3 separate regions of the Rattus norvegicus genome follow, and regions 1 and 2 are each linked to region 3. The links are chromatin contacts, called in public Hi-C maps. All regions are on one chromosome and are shown on one strand. Each heading gives the region's core, a stretch centred on a gene start, on an enhancer-like site or on the middle of the called end of the contact. The rest is flanking DNA. Distances are from core to core; before and after follow the strand shown. Region 1 has its middle 110 kb from the start of Egln3. Region 2 has its middle 91 kb from the start of Trnaa-agc62. Region 3 holds the start of Egln3 (egl-9 family hypoxia-inducible factor 3).

What was found. A called contact is a pair of places that touch in the nucleus more often than the background predicts.
Region 1: a Hi-C map of the A7r5 cell line shows a contact between it and region 3, with 4 times the contacts expected there. The contact joins the enhancer-like site here to the promoter of Egln3 in region 3. A contact is called at or near these places in 5 of 12 Hi-C or Micro-C datasets (the A7r5 cell line, Schwann cells, kidney and 2 more).
Region 2: a contact with region 3 is called in a Hi-C map of mammary epithelial cells, with 2.2 times the contacts expected there. The contact joins the enhancer-like site here to the promoter of Egln3 in region 3. A contact is called at or near these places in 3 of 12 Hi-C or Micro-C datasets (the A7r5 cell line, frontal cortex and mammary epithelial cells).

Annotation. Positions count from the first base shown.
Region 1 is chr6:77,301,902-77,305,973 of GRCr8, reverse strand. No RefSeq gene overlaps it. Among named protein-coding and RNA genes, the nearest start is that of Egln3, 110 kb to the left of the region's middle. Within about 2 kb of position 1,468, at least 2 of the 93 cell types and tissues checked have an H3K27ac peak or open chromatin away from gene starts, as enhancers often do.
Region 2 is chr6:77,518,756-77,523,229 of GRCr8, reverse strand. No RefSeq gene overlaps it. Among named protein-coding and RNA genes, the nearest start is that of Trnaa-agc62, 91 kb to the right of the region's middle. Within about 2 kb of position 2,984, at least 16 of the 93 cell types and tissues checked have an H3K27ac peak or open chromatin away from gene starts, as enhancers often do.
Region 3 is chr6:77,409,646-77,414,094 of GRCr8, reverse strand. Egln3 (egl-9 family hypoxia-inducible factor 3) reads left to right here and starts at 3,080. Exons shown (of 5, transcript NM_019371.2): 1 at 3,080-3,970. The coding sequence starts at 3,266.

The DNA.
Region 1 (4,072 bases), core at 219-2,718, 110 kb after region 3:
AAGTGGAATTTACCTCTGCATCCTTACTTACTCCCTATGGTCATTTACAGTATTATGTAAGAGATATTTCATTTGCAATATTGTAGAACACGCATCAAATAAACTCCAGCCCAGTCAGTTGTGCCTCAGCTTCTCTGTCACCTTCGATTCCTGGGTCTTGTCTGAATTGATGCAGCCATGACTGAGTAGGTACCACTCATAGTAGCTAAGGGGCATATAAGAAGACAACCTGTTTCTGCTGTTTACAGAGGCAATGACCGGGAGGCTAACAGCTATCCCACCATGTAGTGAGCAGTATAGGGGAAGCCTGCAGCCTTCGAACAATAAGCATACAGATGAGAAGGAATTACGCTCTAAGAAGGGCAGTGGAAGGGTCTAGTGGACAGTAGTTCCTGGGGGAACACATAGAACATGGGAACAGTTCACAAAACCCTCAGATCTGTGCCAGGTGCTTTATGCTTTGCTGTGTTCAAGTTTAGGAAGTAGGAGAGGATATAAACCCAGAATGAACTTTTTGATGGCAATGTGGATGGTTTGGGGGATCACCAGAATGGGGAACCAAGTAGCAAGCTATTGCTTTAGTGACAGGGATGGCGAGGGCTTGGCCTTGGCAGTGGGAGGGTCTATGGGAGGAGAGCTAGGACCAATTGGTGCAAATGGGGAGGGACAGAGTTGTCACTGTGGTGTGAGATTCCTCATTGGTCTGTGTTGGCAGTGTCCCTCTTTGATGAAGGGCTCAAAGAAAGGCCAAGGCTTGTTTTAGGTAAAAGATAATTAGCTCCATTTGTGGCAAGGAAGTGAAGAGATATGAGGCTTTGGTAATCAGGAGACCAATGTCTATGATTACTTGCAAAGGGCCCAGGCCTAGAACCAGCCCCATAGGTAGCTAGAACGTGTGTCCCTTGCATCTGGACTCCTGAGTCTCATATGTCTGGAGCCCTGGCTTGTTGTTGCTGGTTACCCACTAGGTCTCTGGCTATTTCACGGTGGCTGCTACCCTGCACACCTACTCTTGATGTCTCAGGAGTAATTGACTGGTGTTTCCTCCTCCTAAAGGCCCTGGTACTCCCTGAGCACTGCATATCTTAGATTAGCATATGCTAACCCTGCTGCTGACAGTCTCTATGGGTCCTTCAGCCTGTGGCCTCAGCCTTGAGCTGAGAACAGCTCAGAAATCCCTTTCCGACCTGTGGGGGACTTTCTAGAAGCCAGTCTTTGTAGCTGACATTCACCTTGCCTGGTCTGGAGGAGAGGGTGAAACGATTTGACTTTTAAATAAATAAATACATAAAAAAAGGTTCAGGCCTCTCTGTAGTTAGCAGGTTGGGAATTTTCTGTAGCCACTTACGGAAGAGAAGAAAGCTTTCAGATTAGCAACTTCTGTCTTTCAGAAGGCAAACAGAGGTGAGAGTCTCAATAAATCAAACATGAAGGTGTTGCCCCCAAGTGGCACAAAAGAGATTAGAGTCCAACTATCAGTTTCTATTAATGGCTCTTGAAGGCTTATGGAAGTAGGGTTGTTTTTAAAGGACACTGGCGAATTGCTGAGTTTGCAATTGGGTGGGGGTGGAGTCGTCTTTATGGTTATTTTTACGTTAGTGGTTGTTCCTATCCCAAGCCGGTGTGGCCCCACCTCTGCTACCGGCACCTGTTTTCAGCCCCTGCCCCACCACCCCTAGGCACCATTCTGTGGGTGTTTATCTGGAGTCAGATCCAGAGCAACTTGGGCTGCCTTATTTTTACTTATCCTGTGTCGACCTGCACATCTTCTCACATTGCCTTTCTGGGCAATGTCCTAGACCTTCGTCTTATGCTCTTTGGAAGGCAGAGTGCTAGTCTTAGTTCGTTTGGGTGAACTTGGCTAAGACTCCCCCCTCCCTTTTTTTTTCAAGACAAAATCTCTCTGTGTAGTCCTGGCTGTCCTGAAGCTCGCTTTGTAGACCAGGCTGACCCTGAACTCTCAGAGGTTCGCCTGTCTTTACTAGGCTTTACCGTGCACCACCACACCTGGCTCCCCACCCAAGCTCTTTTAAAGTTTTATTGTTGTTGTTGTGCTTCTCAATTCTTTGGCCCTGGATGGATCCCCAATCCATACAGTAATGGAGGTGGCTACACATTGGCAAAGTATGAGCCACTCTAGGAGGCATGTCATCCTGCCTGCTTCCTTTTATCCTCACATTTTCCACTGTGAGAGAAACCCATGTGTGTTGGCTAGTTTTATGTCGTCTTGACACAAGCTAGGGTCACTGAGGAAGAGGGAATCTCAATCGAGAAAATGCTTCCATAAAGTCTAACTGTAGGCCATTTTCTTATTCAGTGATTGATGGGGGAGGGCCCATTCCACTGTGGGTCGGACCACCCTTGGGGTGGAGGTCTTGGGTTTTATAAGAAAGGCTGAGCAAACCATGTTAAGTAAGCTACTAAACAACACCCCTGCATGGTTTCTGCCTCATCTAGGAACTCTAGGTTCCAACCCTGTTTGAGTTCCTATCCGGATTTCCTTCAGTGATGTAGAAGTATAAGTCAAATAAACCCTTGTGGTATGTGTTTCGGGGTCCAACTGTGGTTCCACATCCTTCACTTCCTCTAAGGATGCCCAGATGCCACTTCATACCAGGCTAGAAGTGATGTCCAAAGGGGATGGGGTTCTGTGGGATCCCAGGCCATCTGGGAGTGAGTGGGGGAGGGTGTGTGTGTGTGTGTGTGTGTGTGTGTGTGTGTGTGTGTGTGTGCGCGCGCGCGCGCGCGCGCAAGAATCTAGACTGCTTCTCTGAGGATGTTAGTGTTACAGACAAAGGCCTTCTCCCAAACATCTCTCTGAGACAATCTTAGCTTGTGTGCACACATTTATTTGGGGTGGCTTGTGTGAATACATTTTATGGGGGTGAACCAGGGCTATCTACAGACTTTGGAGAGTGGGAAAGGGTCTTCAGGTTAAATGAACATCGTTGGTTAGAGTTTAATGTTCTGTAAATGTCTCACATGCATGGAGAAGCATTCCAGGAATCCCAGGTAACTTGCTGGGCAGATCTTATTGGGAAAAGAGGAAGAGGGTGCGGTGTGGAGGAAGGGAAAAGAGGAAGTTGAAAGTGTAGGTCTGCCAAGGACTGACTGACCTTCCCCAGCTGGAGGGTGTGGGGTTTTTGGCTCCCAAACAAGTTCAGAGAAGGAAAAGCCCTTCTGGTAAAGGGAGTCCTCCCTCAGCTAAGCTCAAAGCTCCATTCAAGGTGGAACTCTACATTAATTAGTAGGCAAACCCTTTTCTCCCCGGGTTGCTTTGGTCATGGTGTTTCATCATAGCAACAGTAACCCTAAGAAGCATGTGTGCTGCAAAGTTTTAGATCAACTGAGGGGAAGGAACCTCAGTTGAGAAAATGATTCTGTAACTTCTGAGTAGAGGGCATTTTCTTAATTGATGATTGATAGAGGAGGGACCAGTCCATGGTGGGTGGTACCATCCCTAAGGTAGTGGTCCTGGGTTCTATAGGACAACAGACTGGGAAAGCTAGGGTCAACCATAACCAGCACCCTTCTATGGCCTTTGTATCAGCTGCTGCCTCGTTTGTATCAGGTTCCTGCCCTGCTTGGGTCCCTGTCCTGACTTCCTTCAGAGATGGATTATGGTGTGGAAGTGTGAGCTGAATAAACGCTTTCCTCCACAACTTGCTTTTGGTTGTGGTGTTCTATCACAGCAGTAGTAGCCCTAAAGAGGATACTGTGGCTGACGTGCGGACCATGGCATGGTATACAGGACAGGTCTTACTGCCCCAGCAGGCAGCCGTGTCTCACATGGTGCCAAGAGACATCTCTCCTCTCCTCCCTTTAGGTCCAAGGGGGAACTCTGATGCAAGAGCAGTTCCTTCGGTGTCTTTGTAAGCTGGTTCTTTGTGAAAACTTCCCGAATGCCATCCCCACCCCCAAGATGGGAACAAAGAGAGATACTCTTCGCCATGTAAGTTGTACTTTCAATTCCACTTTCACACAAAATGGATCCCAACCAGGCTAAGGGAGTAGAAATGTTTTGATTGTGAATAGAACCGTCAGAAAAACTTCATCCACTCTGTCCCTCCTC
Region 2 (4,474 bases), core at 1,735-4,234, 110 kb before region 3:
CTCAGCCAGGGTTTCTATTCCTGCACAAACATCATGACTAAAAAGCAAGTAGGGGAGGAAAGGGTTTATTCAGCTTACACTTCCACATTGCTGTTCAACACCAAAGAAAGTCAGGACTGGAACTCAAGTGGGTCAGGAAGCAGGAGCTAATACAGAGGCCATGGAGGGATGTTACTTACTGACTTGCTTCTCCTGCCTTGCTCAGCTTGTTCTCTCGTAGAACCCAAGACCACCAGCCCAGGGATGGCACCACCCACAATGGGCTAGGTCTTCTCCCCTGGATCACTAATTGAGAAAATGCCTTACAGCTGGGTCTCATGGAGGCATTTCCTCGACAGAGGCTCCTTTCTCCATGATAACTCTAGCTTGTGCCAAGTTGACACACAAAACCAGCCAGTACAACATCCTAAGTTTAATTTTACATGACCCCAGAGTGGAGATTTTGTTCACTCGATTGACTCTCAGGGGGAACAATACCCCAAGAAGTGTTCCCAGCAGAGGCCGGAGAGCTGTGGGCATCCCAGCTATGGGCTGCTCCACTTTTCATTTCCTGTGGCACCATTTTGTCAGTGCACAACACAGTAGCTCACACAATTTTCAGTACCGTGAGTGCCTCACTCGAGGCCTGTGCTCCAGGCCTACACCCTTATGCATTTGCCATAGCGCTTACCCTTGGAAGTATAATTATTTTTAACTTGAATATGCAGAAAAGTCTAAATGAAAACATAATGATTACTCATATTCCTGCAGCCCACAGTTAGCCAATGTTGACATGCTTGCTCCTAGGATTGATCTGTGCCTTAAAACAGAACGAGCTACCCAATATGCAAGTACATTCTGTGAAGTGATTGTTGGAGTGGGGAAGAAAGCTAAGTTGTCAGGACATCATGACACATGTACTACCTCTTTCTCCATTCAGAAATAGCTATAAGTAAGTGTGCATTCTCTCAGTATTAAAAATATTCACATATGCAAAATATATGAACTCTTCCTGTCTGTATCATCTTTTCTGAGATGATATCATCTTACATATGTCACTTTGCATCTTGCTGTTTTATTCAATGTATTTTTGGAAACACTGTATCCACATAAACAGAACCCAGGACCACCAGCCAGAAATTAGTTACAAGTTAGTTCTTGTAAGAGCTGTAATGGTGAATGCCTATCCCATATACAACTTAGACACGGGTGCATTTGAATGTCTGTTATTTTGCTATTAGGAACAGTACTAAGCCAGCCACACGTCTCCCCAGGATTCCCAGCCCCGTAGAGCCCAGGGGAGCTGTTATCCACATGTGACTGAGCCTGCTCTGCTGTGTCTGATGGCTTGTGCCTTCATGTCCTGTATTCATGCTTGTAACAATATTTATCAAATGTCTACTGGCCACTTTTTTTTTTCTGGTGCTTTGCTTGTGTTGATATACAAAGACTTAGGTGTCTGACGAGTCCTAAAACATAAACACTGATTTCACCACTCGTGTTTTTTGAAAGGGGAAAATAGAAATGCTGGTCGTCTATTGGCTAAGGTCACATAGAATCTGGACAGTCCAGCCACTGGGTGCTGAGCCTAAGCCTACCTTATGTTTAACTCAATGTGCTTAGCGGCTGCACTCAGCCACGAACTCTGAAGCTGGGACCTTGGGGTCCTTCTTTTTGCATTACCTGCACCCAGACAGTGCTTTCACTCTGGGGTCCATATTGCTGTTAACCACTTTGCTTTTTATTCCATGTCCCTTCTCTCTTTCCCCTCCTCCCTATATTTCTTTCCCTCTAAAAGCATTTTCTGTCTCTGATACCTCTGCTTCTCTCACAGGTTTTGAAAAAGTAGCGTTTTGGGCTGGTGAGATGGTTCAGCTATTTACTGCCAAATGTAAGACCTGAGTTCAATACCAAGAATAGAAGGAGACGATTGTGTCTAGGAGTTGTCCTCTCACCTCCACAAGACAGCCGAGCCACTCCGTGTGTGTGTGTGTGTGTGTGTGTGTGTGTGTGTGTGTGTGTGTACACACAAATAGATATAGGAAAGAAAAGAAAAGAAGTGACATTAGCCCAGGAGTGATGGTGCACATCTTTAATCCTGGCACCCAGAAGTCAGAGGCAGATGGATCTTTATGAATTCAAGGCCAGCCTGATCGGCATAGTGAGTTCCAGGACAGCCAGGGCTATGTAGAGAGGCCCTGTCTTAAACTCAACAAACTAAACAATAAACAAACAAACAAATAAAACAACAAGAGAAAGAAAGAAAAGGGAGTGAAATTTGCACATCACAAGTGTATAAAGAAAAAAAACCCCAAAAAATCAAAAAACAAAAACAAAAAAAAAGGAAAACAAGACAAAACAAAACCAAGTGTCTAAAGAAAAAAGCCCTTCTATAATGTGCCCTAACTTGGGGAGAAGTACTTGGAAGAGTAAAGGAGGTTTGACATTCTTTTGTGCCCTCGGGAGACCCAGACTTTCAACCCTGTAGGTTCAGAACCTAACTGTTGCATTCACACTTTCAGCGGCGAAGAGTGCTTCTAATTCTGTCTTTCAGCCGTCAGGCACGTAGGCAATTTCCTTTTATAAAGTTGGTGGTTAGAACTAAACAGGTGCAAGTTACTGGAAATGCAAACCATTCCCCACACGAAGGGAGGTGCGGTTGATAAGGGGCTCCCCGCCCCCTTTCCAAAGTTACCCCAATCAACAACCAGGCTCCCTGGGTCTTGACCCCTACATCATCCCCTCCCTCTCCCGGTATCCCTGTCACGGAGCTAGCCAGCCCAGGCTGCGTGCTGTACAAAGGAAACATCAGGGGCCAGGAGAAAGTCAAGATCACGCTGAGGAAAACTATCCCTCAGGCTCATCTCTGCCCTTATCCTCCTGCCTCTCTTTCTGTGAAGACGAACCCACGTAGTGTCTTGGGGCTGGGGATCCCTCTGGACGTGTGGAACCTGCAGGCAGGCTAGGCTAGGCGGTCCCCTCTCGGGAGGTGGGCAGGGTTCACGGTGAGGATGGCGCTGACTCACGCTTTCGCTACGTGAGCCTTGGTGGCGGGCTGGGCCGGGCGGGACCAGGACTGAGTCGTGCCTTGTGCCTGGCTACCTGCCCGCAGCTCACCCCGAGGGACTTAACCCTGGCCTTGGTGCAGCCCCACCCTAATAGCCCTGTGGATGGCTTCACAGTGGGAGCTGATCTTTGGTCCCAGGTGACAGCTAGGCAGGAGCAGTCGGGTTTCTGTACTTTGCATGTCCCTCGAGCCTCTTCTTGGTCTCTTGGGAGTCCACAGAAGCCACTGAACTTGCCCCTGGTTTCTTTCTTTTATAGCCTCTTATCTAAGTGAAGATGCTTCAGAATTACTGTAGGTTTTTGTTGCTTTCAAAATCTCTCGGTCTCTAAGCAACCCAATGCTGTAAAAAGGACAGGCTTCCTCCGTCCATTTACTGTGAGGAGCTCAAGATCCGCCCTTGTTCAAAGTTTTGTCAATTGACAGAAAAGAGAACTCCCCCACCCAGCAGAGGACAGAGCTCTTGACATTAATATAACCTTCTTTAACAACAAGCCCCATTCTCCTGTATCAGTGGAAAGTCAAGTGACAGAGAAAGGGGAAGCCAAGTGTATTGGTGCAGGCCTGAATCAGAAGCATCAGAAGTCAAGGTCATTCTTAGCTACCACCATGGCTAAGTAGCCAGTTCAAGGCCAGCACAAGCTGGCTACCAGAGTCCTAGTCTCAACAGCCTTCCCACTCTGCCAAAGCAGAGTGGGGATTCTAATTGTGTCAAATCACCCCACTCTTTCTTTAGTGCTGCCCTTTCTGGTACAATTAAAGGGACAATAGTGTTTGCAGGGGGACTAGGTAGGTCTTTGGGTATGGTGGGGAACACTGACTTTCATCTCTAAGTCCATCAGTGATCCCTGAACTTGTAACAGAAACAGGAGAGCCTAAGGCCCCTGAGTGGCACCTTCCAATACCGCACTTGTCTGGGGCCTCAGTAAGGCTGCAAATGGCGTTTCTGTCGCCTCCGTGGCCATGGACATGAGATGGAATATTCTTTTCCTTGTCTAGGATATCTCGGTAGGGAGAATGCCAGTCATCGCTTCCTTCAGGAAAGCCTGCTTTGCTCTTTGTTCATCATGGGAAACCATGGAGACCACAGTTTATATGAAACCAGTAGAGACAAACAAGCAAACAAAAATTCTGAAATGAATGTTGGGTTGTGACAGTGGGTGGCAGCTCACAGCTTTAATCCGAGCACTCCAGAGGCAGAGGCAGGCAGATCTCTGAGTTCAAGGGCAGCCTAGTCTACATTGGAATTCCAGAACAGCCAGGGCTATAACAGAGAAACCTGTCTCCAAAACAAAACCAACCAACCAACCAACCAACCAACCAACCAACCAAACAACAAACAAACAAACAAACAAAACCATCAACAAAACCCCAAACAAAGAAAAGAAAACCACAAGTGAAGGCGGTGGAAATTCTGCTTAGGCAGGGTTC
Region 3 (4,449 bases), core at 1,831-4,330:
ATTAGGCAAGAATTTGAGGGACTACCGAGACAGCTCAGCAATTGAACACCAGCTCTTCTTCCAGAGCCAGCCCACCACCTACTCAGGGGCCCACAAGCATCTGTAACTTCATTTCCAGGGGATCCAATGCCTTCTTCTGACCCCTGAAGGCAACAGGAGTACCCATGTTTTACATACATACATGCAGGCCAAACCCTGCTACACATAAAATAATTTGAGGTATACACAGTGGCATATACCTTTAATTTCAAGACACAAGAAGCAGTAGATCTCAATGGATTTGAGAGTGCCCTGGCTCTGTAGTGAGTTCTAGGACAGCCAGGACCTTATAATGAGACCCTTCTTGAAGAAAAAAAAATGATAGACCCCTTTTACATTAGTGGTGGGAATGTGAAATGGTGAGCTGTTGAGGAAAATAGTTTGATGTCTCTTCAAGATGGGACTTCAAAATTTCACTTCTCCCCAAACTGAAAATGGTATTCAAATCCTTAGGCACATGTGTTCACGGCAGCACTCCTAACAGTAACTCAGGTGTGGAAAGAACCCAAATGTCCATCGACTGATAAGTAGGCTCTTATGATATAGCCACAGTTATCCAGCCACAGAGAAGGAAGTACTGATATGTGGTACAATGTGGGTCAACCAGACAAACAACTCCATGTAAAGAGAAAGAAGCCAGTTGGAAGAAGTCCCATATAGAATGCCCCAGATCAGTGGTTGCCAGGGACTGAGGAGAGGTGGGAACAGAAAATTACTGACCAAGGGGTTCAGACTTTCCTTTGGGGGGCAGTGAAAACGTTTTGTCACGGCAGAGATGGTGATTGTAACATGCTGTGGATGTACTAAACAATGCCGAAATTTTCACTTTGAAATCGTGTGATGGTGAGTTTTGCCGACTTGACACAATCTAGAATCATCTGGGAAGGGAGTCTCAGTAAGGAATCACCTACATTTCACTTATCATTTAACTGAGGCTGGCTTGCAGTTTGAGAGATCTAGTCCATCCTTTTCATCGCCAGAAGCATGGCCACATGCAGGTCGATATGGTCCTGGAGAAGCTGAGTTCTATATCTTGATCCAAAGGCAGCAGGAAATGGCTGTGCACCCCTGGCTGGGGCTTGAGTTTCTGAGATCTCAAGCCTGCTCTCTCCCACAACACACTCTGCCAAGGCCATACCTCCTGATTGCTAGTCAAACCACCACAATGACTGTTTCAGGTACAATGTGAGATCAATGAAAAGCTGACTAATATTCATCCTAAAGTGACTCGGGTTAATGGACAAATATCTGAAATAAGTAGACAAAACTTGGATTTTTCCCTTCTGGTGCTCAGCCTCAGAGCCTGTCTGTGCCCTCTATATAATCATGAACTTTGGTTTCTACCAGCCACAGTATGTCTGACTTCCCTACCACACTCAGTGCTGGCAACCCTGAGTTGAGTGGCAGGTCTGTGGTTGATTAGTAAATGCCCTTCAGGTAGGGATGGTGCTACAGGATAGACTCCCTTCCTAATCGGCACAAGTTTTGGATCTAAAGTCATCAAGAACAGCATCAGGCTTGAAAGAACAGTAGTTCTAGCTGTGACTACACTAGAAGCCACTGTGCTCTAAAATTATGGAAATATTATTTAAATATTAAGTTAATATTTCCACAGCTGCCTATCCCAAGGTGTCCCTGCAGATAGATTTCAAGAGGGTCAGAGTGGCTCCCAGAGACATGGGGGTTCAGATAACAGTAGGGAAACGGCCTTTCATTCTTTGGAACTCATTTCCATTCTCTTCCCAATGAAGATAAATTACTCTCCAGCCTTGGCTTTGTTTGCCACTACTGACATGGGACTAAGAGAGCTGTCCTGCAGAAGTTCTCACTGTCCCCCTCCAGTGGCCGTTGAGGTCTTAGACCTCTGCTCGATACTGTCCCAGTGAATAGATACCCTGGGAGGCTCCTCAGTACCTCTTGCAAAGGGTCCTGTCCTGCTGGCTTCCTGTCTAAAATCCCAGACGGTGTTTGCGGGGCCTAGGTTCAGATATCAGTGTCTCAGGAAACTATTTTCCAACCATCTATCATGTGCTGGCATCAATGTTCCAAGGACACTGGTTTCTATCATCCTAGTGCTGCTGTGGGCTTTTGGACAGTTTCTTGAAGTTAGGGCAATTTGAGCCTTTACCCGAAGGAAAGACACCTCCTCCTGGAAGAGGCCAGCTGAGCACAGACAGGGCCCCTGTTCTCCATAGAGCTAGCTAGGTTTCTTCAAAGCTTCTTACACCCTCCATGGTTGACTGCCACTCCCCAAGGACCTGTTTGTCCTCACCAACTACAATAGAGGCTTCTTCCCAGTCTGTCAGCAGAGGGGCCATTGTTTTGGGGAAGAGAATAAAACCAAAAAAGGCTGTCCATAATAAATGATGCTCGAAAGACCCGTTTAGTTTTTCTTTTGACTTAAATGAAAATCCAAATGTGTAAAGATGTGAACTGACTCCCTCCCTCCTCCTCCTCTTCTTCTCTTTCTCTCTCTCTCTCTCTCTCTCTCTCTCTCTCTCTCTCTCTCTCCCTCTCTCTCACTTGGAAGGAAAGGGCATAAGAAATCTGTGTAGACACCAGCTTACAGGTAGATATTTAAGCCTTTTACATAGAGTCTAGTGCTCCCTTACAAGTCCAGTTGCTGTGGTAAAAGCCAGAGAGACCTGGAACAGTGTTTCTTTTGGGGAGCACACGATTGATTTTGAGGGAGAATTTCAGAACCTTTTAGTAAAAAACTTGAGTATGAACATCTCCCACAGGGCGAAATACAAAAGTCTGCAGAATTTGGCAACACTGTCCCTTCCCGGAGTGCCTCCCTATCTCCCTGTCCTCCACCCCCTCCTCAGAGATACACACCAGCCTGGCACACCGGGTGGGAGAAGGTCAAGGGGATTGTTTGTTAATGGATCAGTCAGTTTTGGTTAAAACAGAAGAGGAAAGGAGAGGAAGGAAAGACATCAGATAGGTCTTAGACCTCAATGTTTAAGAAATAAAGTCACCAGAGAGGTGACTAGCCCAGAAAGTGGCAAAAAACTGTTCATGTGAATCTCAGACTTGAGATCCAGGTTTTCAAGTTTGTTAGGGGATTTAATGCAAATCAATATGCAAACAGAGAGCATTGAAAAAAAAATCCAGTCCTTTCTCCGGTCACACACAGGTTAGCTAATGTGGAGCTCGCCCAGATGCTCTGCAGCACCAGCTCAAGGGGAAGGGCCAGGAGGAGGGCAGTCCCGGGGGCGGGACCATGACGTTGAGGTCAAGGCGGGGCTTCCTCTCGTTCCTCCCCGGGCTGCGGCCGCCGCGGCGGTGGCTCCGCATCTCCAAAAGGGGCCCTCCGACTTCTCACTGGGCCAGTCCGGCGCTGGGTGGCAGAACTCTACACTACTCCTGCCGGTCTCAGAGCGGGACTCCCTTCTCTTCAGAGTTTCAAGCAACTTTCCCCGCCTTTGCAGCTAAAGTGGCTCGGGGACCGTGGCTGCCGCAGGTGGTAGAGCCCCCGGCCCGGCTCTCTGCATCTCCGCTGTGCGTTCGCTCTGGGCAAGCCCTCGGTGCGTGCACCCTGGGGGTCCCCCGCCTCGGCTCTGTGAGCGAGATGCCTCTGGGACACATCATGAGGCTGGATCTGGAGAAGATCGCCCTGGAGTACATCGTGCCCTGTCTGCACGAGGTCGGCTTCTGCTACCTGGACAACTTCCTAGGCGAGGTGGTGGGCGACTGCGTACTGGAGCGAGTCAAGCAGCTGCATTACAACGGGGCCCTGCGTGACGGCCAGCTGGCGGGGCCCCGCGCCGGCGTCTCCAAGCGGCACCTGCGAGGCGACCAGATCACGTGGATCGGGGGCAACGAGGAGGGCTGCGAGGCCATCAACTTCCTCCTGTCCCTCATCGACAGGCTGGTCCTGTACTGCGGGAGCCGCCTGGGCAAATACTATGTCAAGGAGCGGTCCAAGGTAGGATGCGTGCGTGTGCCCAGCCGCAGCTGCGCCGCAGGGGACGGGAAGCCTTCGTTCGGAGTGTTGTGTCACCTTGGCTGGGCTGCATCGAACTTTGATTTTTAACCAAGAAGTCAGCTTGCCTTATCTGCCTTACTTGCGTCCCCTCCACCTCCCGGCCTAACTCCTTAAGCAAAAGTCCACGTTAAGGGGCTCAGGTGTCTCGTGATGATGAGCTTCTGCTGACTCTGAAAGAATTGCTCTGGTTTTGGTGATGACCTCAAGGACTACTGGCTGGTGGAGGGAAAAGATATTCCAAACACTGCGACACGCGTGTCCATGATCTGAAGTGCCTGCTTTAAAGCCCTCCGGTACTGCCCTCCACAGTAGCTCACAGAGGCACTCTTAACTCTACTAGAGGCAAGTGTAATTTTTGCCTTGTGTCAGTTGGCTTGTAGAGTTAGGTAGGGTGGAAGGGAAGAGTTTAATGCGAAAAG